3 separate regions of the Gossypium arboreum genome follow, and all the other regions are linked to region 3. A link is a contact called in public Hi-C data. All regions are on one chromosome and are shown on one strand. The core of a region is the stretch at or near the end of the contact, and the rest is flanking DNA. Distances in the headings are between cores, read along the strand shown. Region 1 holds the start of LOC108484712. Region 2 holds the start of LOC108484558. Region 3 holds the start of LOC108466983 (helicase-like transcription factor CHR28).

Region 1 (2,700 bases), core at 174-2,673, 170 kb before region 3:
TCTAGAGTTCTAATCTAATTCAAACTTTTTAACAAAATTAAAGAAATCCCAGATGTAGAAACAGAAGGGGGTGACTCACATTTGGTGATGGGTGCCTGAGCTTGCCATTGAAACTAAGCTGAGATTCAAGGTCACCATAGTTAGGACCAGTAGGAGAAGAGTTAGGTCTGAGAAAGCGTTCAAAGATGGCCATCACTAAGAACATAGAGATGAGAATGGCAGTAGCAACAAAACCAAAGGACACCGCATTAACAGAATTGTCAAATTGCCTCCAGTGGTCCTCCTCTCTTTGTACATTCAATGGAGCTCCTATCGGTGACCAACTATACAAGTAGCTTTCTTCTTGTCCCATTTTTTCAGCAGTGGGTGCAAAAAAAAAAAAAAAACAGAAGTAATAGCGCCTTACTCAACTCTCATCCCATAGCTCTTCATGTGAGTGAGAGAAAGCAAGGGTTCTTTTTATAGTGTTAAAGTTACGGCAGTACATAAAAGCTTTTACACCAGTACCAAAGCTTCTTGGAGTATTTTAAACAGGTCAGGTTAGAGGGTTTGCAAGAGAGGAAAAGAGAGAGCAGACAGGGAGACAGAGAGAAGCACATGGGCTATCTTTACATGAAGAGGTGAAAAACAGGACTTTGGAATTTGGATATGGTTTTTCTACCTCTTTTACTACCAGTGATTTTTTTTTTTTAAATAAAAAGTTGGTGGTGGAAGAACAAACAAAATTCTGGGTATTTGCAAATTATCTGAGAGGCAAATTAAAGTGTCGGAATAGACTTCTCATGTCTTCTTCTCTTTTGCCTTCATGTAGTCACAATTTACAAGGTCCAAGACTTGGAAGGTTTCAGAATTTACCTTCTTTTTTTTTTTTTTTAAGTTCGGGAGCCAAGGTCCCCAAGAGAACCTTAGTTGTGTTTTTTTACCTGCTTGCTTTATTGCCACAACCATCCATTTTAATTGCTAAACCAGATAGTCTTTTCAACTTTGAAATCCCCATTTATTAACCTGAGCAGGAGAGTACATGGAGGGGCAATTGTGAAAATAGTTGAAGGATTTTGACAGGAGAAGTTGAATGACGGATTCCAAAGCAAAGAAATTGCAGTGATACATACACACAAAGAAATAGGAAACAAAGTACTGCAACAAGAGAACTGATACAAAATCATAAAAACAAAAAAGCATCATAATCAATCAGTGTCTTTCTTTCTTCTTTCAATCTTGGATAGGGCAACTGAGAGACAGTGATCCTCCGGTCAGGACCCTCAACGTTACATGCTTTGTGCCCTGATATTTATGTGGCACTACACATCATTTGTCACAGCTCCTCCTTGGTGAATCCTCTTACTACAACCATGATATAAAATCGGGATTCATTTCTCTTGCGATTCTTTTTAGTATAATACACAATTATTTCAAATTGTTGAGGGTCCTTTTAACATTTTCAAATGGTTGTATATGTAATTATCGAATTCATTTCTTTTATAGTCATTAATTAGAACAATCTTATCAAATTTTTAGTGCCATTACTTTGGTGCTGGTTTAAGCCCATATAAAAATTTAACAAGCTTACATACTTTATGCTTATGTTCTGGAGCAACAAATTTTTTTAGTGATTCCATGTACACTTCCTCTTCCAATTCACCATTTAAAAATATAGTTTTAATATCCATTTGATAAACAACTAAATTATACATTGAGATAAGTGCTATTAATAGTCTAATTGTAGCAATTCTTACTACTAGAGCATAGATATCCAAGTAATCAACACCTTGTTTTTGGGTAAAACCTTTGGCTACTAACCTTATTTTAAATTTAGGCATGATGCCAAAAATAGGCTTTAACATTTGACTGTTTGGTCACTTTGGCCCTTTCTCTTTTTTTAGATCACTTTAAGCCTTAACGTTTATTTTTTTGTCAAATTAATCTATTTTTAACGGACATGCTGACATGGCTGTTGACTAACAATCAACATTAATCGCTGACGTGACGGTCCAAATGTAATTAAATGTTGACATGACATTATTTTGTCTTATATGCCACGTCAGCAAATAATTTTAAAATTTTTAAAATCATTTTAAATCATCATCATTATCACTATGTCTTCAATTTTGATTTTTCCCCTCCATCTGATTTTTAAAGAAAAAAAAAATCAAACCTTCTTCTCCATTAATTCTTATCTCAAAAACCATTGAACCCAGTGAACTGTCAAAAGAAAACCAAGAATTTTAAAGACAAAAAAAATGTCTTATTCTCAACCAAGAATTTTAAAGACAAAAAAAATGTCTTATTCTCCATTGGTTCTTATCTCAAAAACCATGATTTTTGATAACTAAAAAAGGAAAACCCAAAATTTTAAAGAAAAAAATCTATTATTCTCAATTGATTCTTATATCAAAAACCATGATTTTCCCAAACCAAAAATCAAACCTTATATGCCCTATTGAAGTAAAACCTTGACTGCATTTGTAAGCTTAAATTGTTGTGAAACAATGGTGTTGAAATTACCAATTGTGGATTTAATCCAACATGCAAACTCACATTAAGCACTGTTCCAATATTGTGATATTTCCCATCCAATAACCATCCTAAAAACAAGGATAAATCTAGATTGTAGCTTGGTAAATTTAAATCCTCGATCGCCAAATTTCCAAAAAGAAACCCAAATCTAAATTCTTTAACCCATGTTATACTTTTATTACT
Region 2 (2,700 bases), core at 90-2,589, 220 kb before region 3:
TTACGATTTTAGAAAAATAACGATAATTTCACCCTTTTTTTAATATTATGTGAGATACAAATTACAATCTTTTTCTAAATAATAAAAAACCTACAATATTTTTACAAAGGCCTCTCACTCATGGCGTACAGAGAATTAATGCGGCCAATGGCTTGGTCACTTCCCAAATGCCATTTTCCTTTTTTTTTTCTTTGGTTTTGCTGAGGTTAGCCTCTTAACTGTCAAATTTTATTTCTTTATTTTGTTACATTCGTGATTATTTTTTAATAATATTGTCTTTAAAGTTGAAATCCACCTTCTTTCAAACATTTATAATTTCTTAAATTATGCTATACTATACATGTTGGGATAACTATGAGGTTACATCCACCAATTAAAGCTTCAATTATTGCCCTTTAATTTTAATTTTACAATCATATGATAAAATTCCCAAACAATGAAAAATAAGTGTAAAAATTCTACATAATGTGAGTGTTCAAGGAAAATAATTACATGGTTTGTGGCTTTATAAATAAAGGCTATCTTTTTATGTTGAGAAGGTTGGTTTTTTCTTTTGAAGTACACAGTAGGAAAAGCCACTGATTGTTTTGTTTGGAATTGAATGAAAGACCAACTAAGCTTAAACCATTGGGCAGCAAAAATTGGATTGGGATGGATCAGTTATTGGTTCTTCACAAACCCAAGATGAATGGAGACCAAAATGGCCTCATAAGATAAGACCCAAATGGAACATTTGTCTCATTCAGCTTCTTGTCTGGTATACTTTACATCCAAACTTGTTTGTTGCAAACTATGGGCTATATATGTTTGATAGTCCATCAAATTCAGTATTTATAAAATTAAATAAATATAACTTAAATTGAAATAATGAGATTGGCTTTCCTATTGACTGTTGATACAGATGGCTAAAGAAAAGTAGATGCGGTCACTGCTCATAAGCAGCATCTCTCTTTGTTTTTTAAGTTTGTGTTTGTCATGTTACTTGGCATAAATCAACTTGTATCGCAAAATCTAAGGGTTGATTAGATGTGGCATATGCAACTTTACCAGTCCAAGATTCCATCATAGGTAGGGTCTCAAATTATTAGGCAAGGGCTAGTGTTTTTGTTCCAAATATTGAGACAATTTAACAACTTTTTCCTAATCTTACTGATTATTTCATACGTTTAAGAACAGATCATTTCCATGTAAATCCATGAAAGTTGTGGGTCAAGTGTTCGACCACAAACCATAAACCCAATCACAACCGTTCAATTAACCCTAACAGTGGTCCCACATCGACCGCCCATTCTGGTTAGATTTAGACATCACATGTACCGAGGGACTGTAAAAAGACATACCAATAATCCCCCCACCTCCTCTTCTAGACGACTAGAACATGCGCCGCTCCTTAAAAATTCCACAAATCACGAGACATATGCAGCTCAAAGGGACTTGAATGAAAAACGACGAAATATGAAGGTCATTTAGATAAATAGAAATATGTTACCTAAGAATAAAATGCACTCCATTGAGGTTACGCCTCCGTTATGGGGAGTGGAGACTTTCTTCATCGAGTCTAAAGCCGGGAAATACTTAATCTACTTACCAACAGATCATTGCTGAACTTAAAACTCAACAATGGCACTTTGTTTCTGAGTCAATCTGTAGATTCCATTTCCTCAAATGGGTTGCTGTGTAAGCACCAACACAGGTTCCCTTCGTGCGAAGGAATCACATTTGCAAGTGGGTGTTGAATCCAAAGCTCCACCACCTTCGGCTGAAGAAGAAACTGTGAAGGAAGTTTTATCTGAAACCCCAAAACCCAAAGCTCCCATCTTTACCCCACAACAAGAAGAGAGCAAGCAAACCCAGATTGAGAAACCGGTCTTTGTCAAGATCCAAGAGAAGGAAAGCCTTAATTTCAACGTCAAGACCAAACCAAAATCACCTGTCCTTGAAGAGTCAGCTTCGGAAGAGGTTTCCGAGATTTGCAGCGTGAGTTTAAGTGAAAGCCTTTCCACTGTTACTGATAGGAGAGATGAAGAAGATGAAGTGAGGCAGCTAAAGGTGTTCAGATCTTCGGCAAGACCCGGGTCAAGGAACCGTGTCGTGGGTCGGAAGCTTGATCAATCACCTAACAAAAGAAATGGGGTCGTGAACGGGGGATCATCAGTGAGGTTGGTTCAAAGTAAGGGGGGATCCCCAGTGAAACGTGGGTCAAGACCCGATCCGCCAAGGAAGGATCCGGGTGAGAGTTCAGGGAGGAGGTCAAGATCACCTGCGGTGAATAGAGCTGTAATGGGTCGGAGCTCGTCCGGAGGTAGGACCATTCATTCTCCTGGTAGGGTCCGACGTGACCCAGGAGAGCAACAACAACACGTTACTACAACTACCATGGAAGGGAAATGGCCAAGCAGCAATAATAATGGTGCTACAACGAGTGCTCCAAATGAATCACTTGAAAATCCTCTTGTCTCCCTTGAATGTTTCATCTTTCTTTAAGGATTAAAAGAAAATATTGTACCTTTAGAGTTCATATATTGTAATTTCTCTTATTGTTTTTGTTTTGTTTGTGAATACTGATTCAATGCAAATGTCAATCCGGACTGCAATGCAATGGGAGATTTTGGTTGTATTTAAGAACGTATGAAATTGAATGCCTTTAACTTGACATGTTGGTGTGGAAAAACATGTGTTTTCTGCAAAATATGATTCAAT
Region 3 (2,700 bases), core at 167-2,666:
AATAATAACACAAATAACATTAAAACAAAGAAAAAAAAACACTTACACGATACATCGATATGTATCGAGGTTAAACTAACTGGTTAAGGTCAAGTTCGTATTAGTTGAAGTACAAAACTATTGACGAAATCTTCGAAAATACCCATGATATATCCGTAAGTGTCGAGGTTAGGGTATGGTTATCTCATCATAACCTAAATGGTGGGAATCATATTGCATGATGAATCTCTAGTATAAAAGTAGGACCTTGGCACTTATGGATGTCGAGTTTTCTTCAAAGATTATCCGCATGGACCTTCAAACCCATTAATGTTAAGTTTGCTTAATCTTGAATAATAGTTAATATTTAATACACTGATAATGTATAATTCTATGCATCATCGGTTACTGAAATAATGACACATCATCATAAAATTTTAAAGCTAAATTAATTAAAATTCATTTTAGCGATGTATCACCTCTTTATTCAATTGTGATGTATATATTATTCATGCATGAAATATTAATATTTAGAAAAAACACATTTAGAAATAATAATTGTGAAACATCCAATTTTAAGAAAAAAATGCAATTATTAACACACAATTAAGGAGTATATTAACACACATGTAGAACTCCTCTAACTCTCTTACCAACTATGTTTTTGTTTTTTATAAAAAGGTAATTATTTAATATTAATTATTATTAAAAATACAAGTTGCTCCAACTTTATTTTGTCTTGTCTTCAAAAAAAAAAAATGGAAGAAGTCAACAATGGCTTACAGTTCTGTTTTCACCACAAAAGACCTGCATAAAAACAAAGAATAATAGGAAGCAAGTTACTAAGAATATCGAGGAAAGAAAAAAGCTTATGTTTCCATAGCTTTTTCATTTATTTGACTTACATTAAAAGAAACAATGATTATTGATATTTTAAGATATGATACCTAATGATGCGTTTAACATAATGTTATTGTTTTTAATGTAGCACATCATGTTTTTCACGTAGAGGACAATCCCGTTGTTATGTAAATCTGAAATTGATGAAAAGTAAGAGAAAGAGCACATCCGAAGCGACGTAAATTCCCCGACATCCACCCACGAAATCTCCGGTTATTCCTAGGTAAATTTAATTGGGAATAATTTTATCTTCTTTTTATATCAAATAAGCTCTTTTTACAATGCTTTAATCAAAACTAAATTGTAACACTGAGAAAATCAAATGAAATGGTTTGTTGAGACGATTTATATCTATCTTTGTAATCAGATAAGTATAAATTATCTTCTAACCAAAATCAAATCTAATCGCTAATTCACGGTGTTTTTTTTTTTGGGCATCCATAGTCATCCTTGTACAAATCACGCGCCAAAAATCAAATCATGCGCGTTTTACTCGCGTGTCTCTTCCACCGACTTCCGCAACTTCGCTATAAAATCATCCTAAATAAAAAAAAGTAAAAAAGAGAGTCCAATACGACGTCGGATCCTTGATTGACACCCCTCTTATTGTCTTCTCCGCGCCGTCCTCCGTCCTACCGAAGAAATTGAGACAATTTATTTATTTAAGATAATATATAAATTTTTTTTATATAAATGGGAAACTCTAAAATTCGTCTGCGCAAAAGTCTTTCTACAATAACCAATCCTTATTTAATCCCAAAAAGGAGCCACCGCATTCTTTCACGATTCTCTTACATTTGTTTTTTCTTTACAAAAAGTCGCATCTAATTTTAAGACCGCCAACGCCAACTGTCGAGGAAACTTCTCTCTAATTTCTTCGTTGAAGTGATGCGATTCGTGTTGATTGGATCCAATACTTTGTTTCTTTATGTCCGGTAAATCGGCTGGGTTTCACAACTGCTTTTTTTTTAGGGTTTCTAAAAGCAAGTAAGGGTTCTCGGTTTCTTTCTTCTTGTTTGATGTTGATGATGGGGGAAGATAACCGCAATGATAGCTTCGGAATCTTGTCAAGTGGCGATCTCTCGGCTGATTATAAGTTTGATGATTTCGTTGGGGATGGTATGTGCATCGATCTCGACAGCATCAATCGTATTCTTGAGGAGAACTCTGATCCTCCGCAGGTAGTTACTTTCTTTTGCGGTTTAATTTGGCGCCACTTTTAGGGTGTGGAGTGTGAAGATTTTAGTGGAATCCTACTCCTTAATTGTGAAATTTTGAAAGGGAATTTGTTGTATAGATCACGTACTCTTCATTGGAAAGCCTAGGAAATGAGTCAATGGTTGCTTATTTTAGCTGATTTTTTGAGAACATAGTTCATAGCTTGTTTGAGATTGAATGAAATTAAACTTACTTTATTTGGAACTATTGCATTCTACTATGATTATTTTGGAATTTATTTAACTCAAGTACTTCCTTGCTTAATTTGTGAATCTGGAACCCAAATTCATCTCATAAATTGTAATTGACTTTGCGTACTTTCACTCTTAAACTCGAGGTTATAGATTGTGGAACTGATATTTCATGGCTTTTTGTTAGCCCTTGTTTCTCGGTAAAAGTTCAATCTCGTTTTCTATTCTTTTACTAGATAGGTTATTCTTTCTTTTGTTAAATTGCAGAGTAATCCAGAAGAACCATCGCTTAGAAATATGTCTCAAGGGGACTCAGATCTTGAATCCATCCAGCTTCAAAGTGGTAAAATTTCTTTGCACAAACATTTTTCTAAGTTTCTGTTTTTTATATATATAATGAAAATTTGATGAT

Evidence for each region. A called contact is a pair of places that touch in the nucleus more often than the background predicts.
Region 1: a Hi-C map of leaf shows a contact between it and region 3, with 2.4 times the contacts expected there. The contact joins the promoter of LOC108484712 here to the promoter of LOC108466983 in region 3. A contact is called at or near these places in 2 of 5 Hi-C or Micro-C datasets (both in leaf).
Region 2: a Hi-C map of leaf shows a contact between it and region 3, with 5 times the contacts expected there. The contact joins the promoter of LOC108484558 here to the promoter of LOC108466983 in region 3. A contact is called at or near these places in 3 of 5 Hi-C or Micro-C datasets (all in leaf).

What each region holds. Positions count from the first base shown.
Region 1 is chr6:42,772,235-42,774,934 of ASM2569848v2, forward strand. LOC108484712 reads right to left here and starts at 1,424. Exons shown (of 2, transcript XM_017788609.2): 1 at 80-1,424. The coding sequence starts at 352.
Region 2 is chr6:42,723,984-42,726,683 of ASM2569848v2, forward strand. LOC108484558 reads left to right here and starts at 1,340. Exons shown (of 1, transcript XM_017788378.2): 1 at 1,340-2,671. The coding sequence starts at 1,666. The coding sequence ends at 2,484.
Region 3 is chr6:42,940,054-42,942,753 of ASM2569848v2, forward strand. LOC108466983 (helicase-like transcription factor CHR28) reads left to right here and starts at 1,417. Exons shown (of 12, transcript XM_017767416.2): 1 at 1,417-2,060; 2 at 2,556-2,631. The coding sequence starts at 1,899.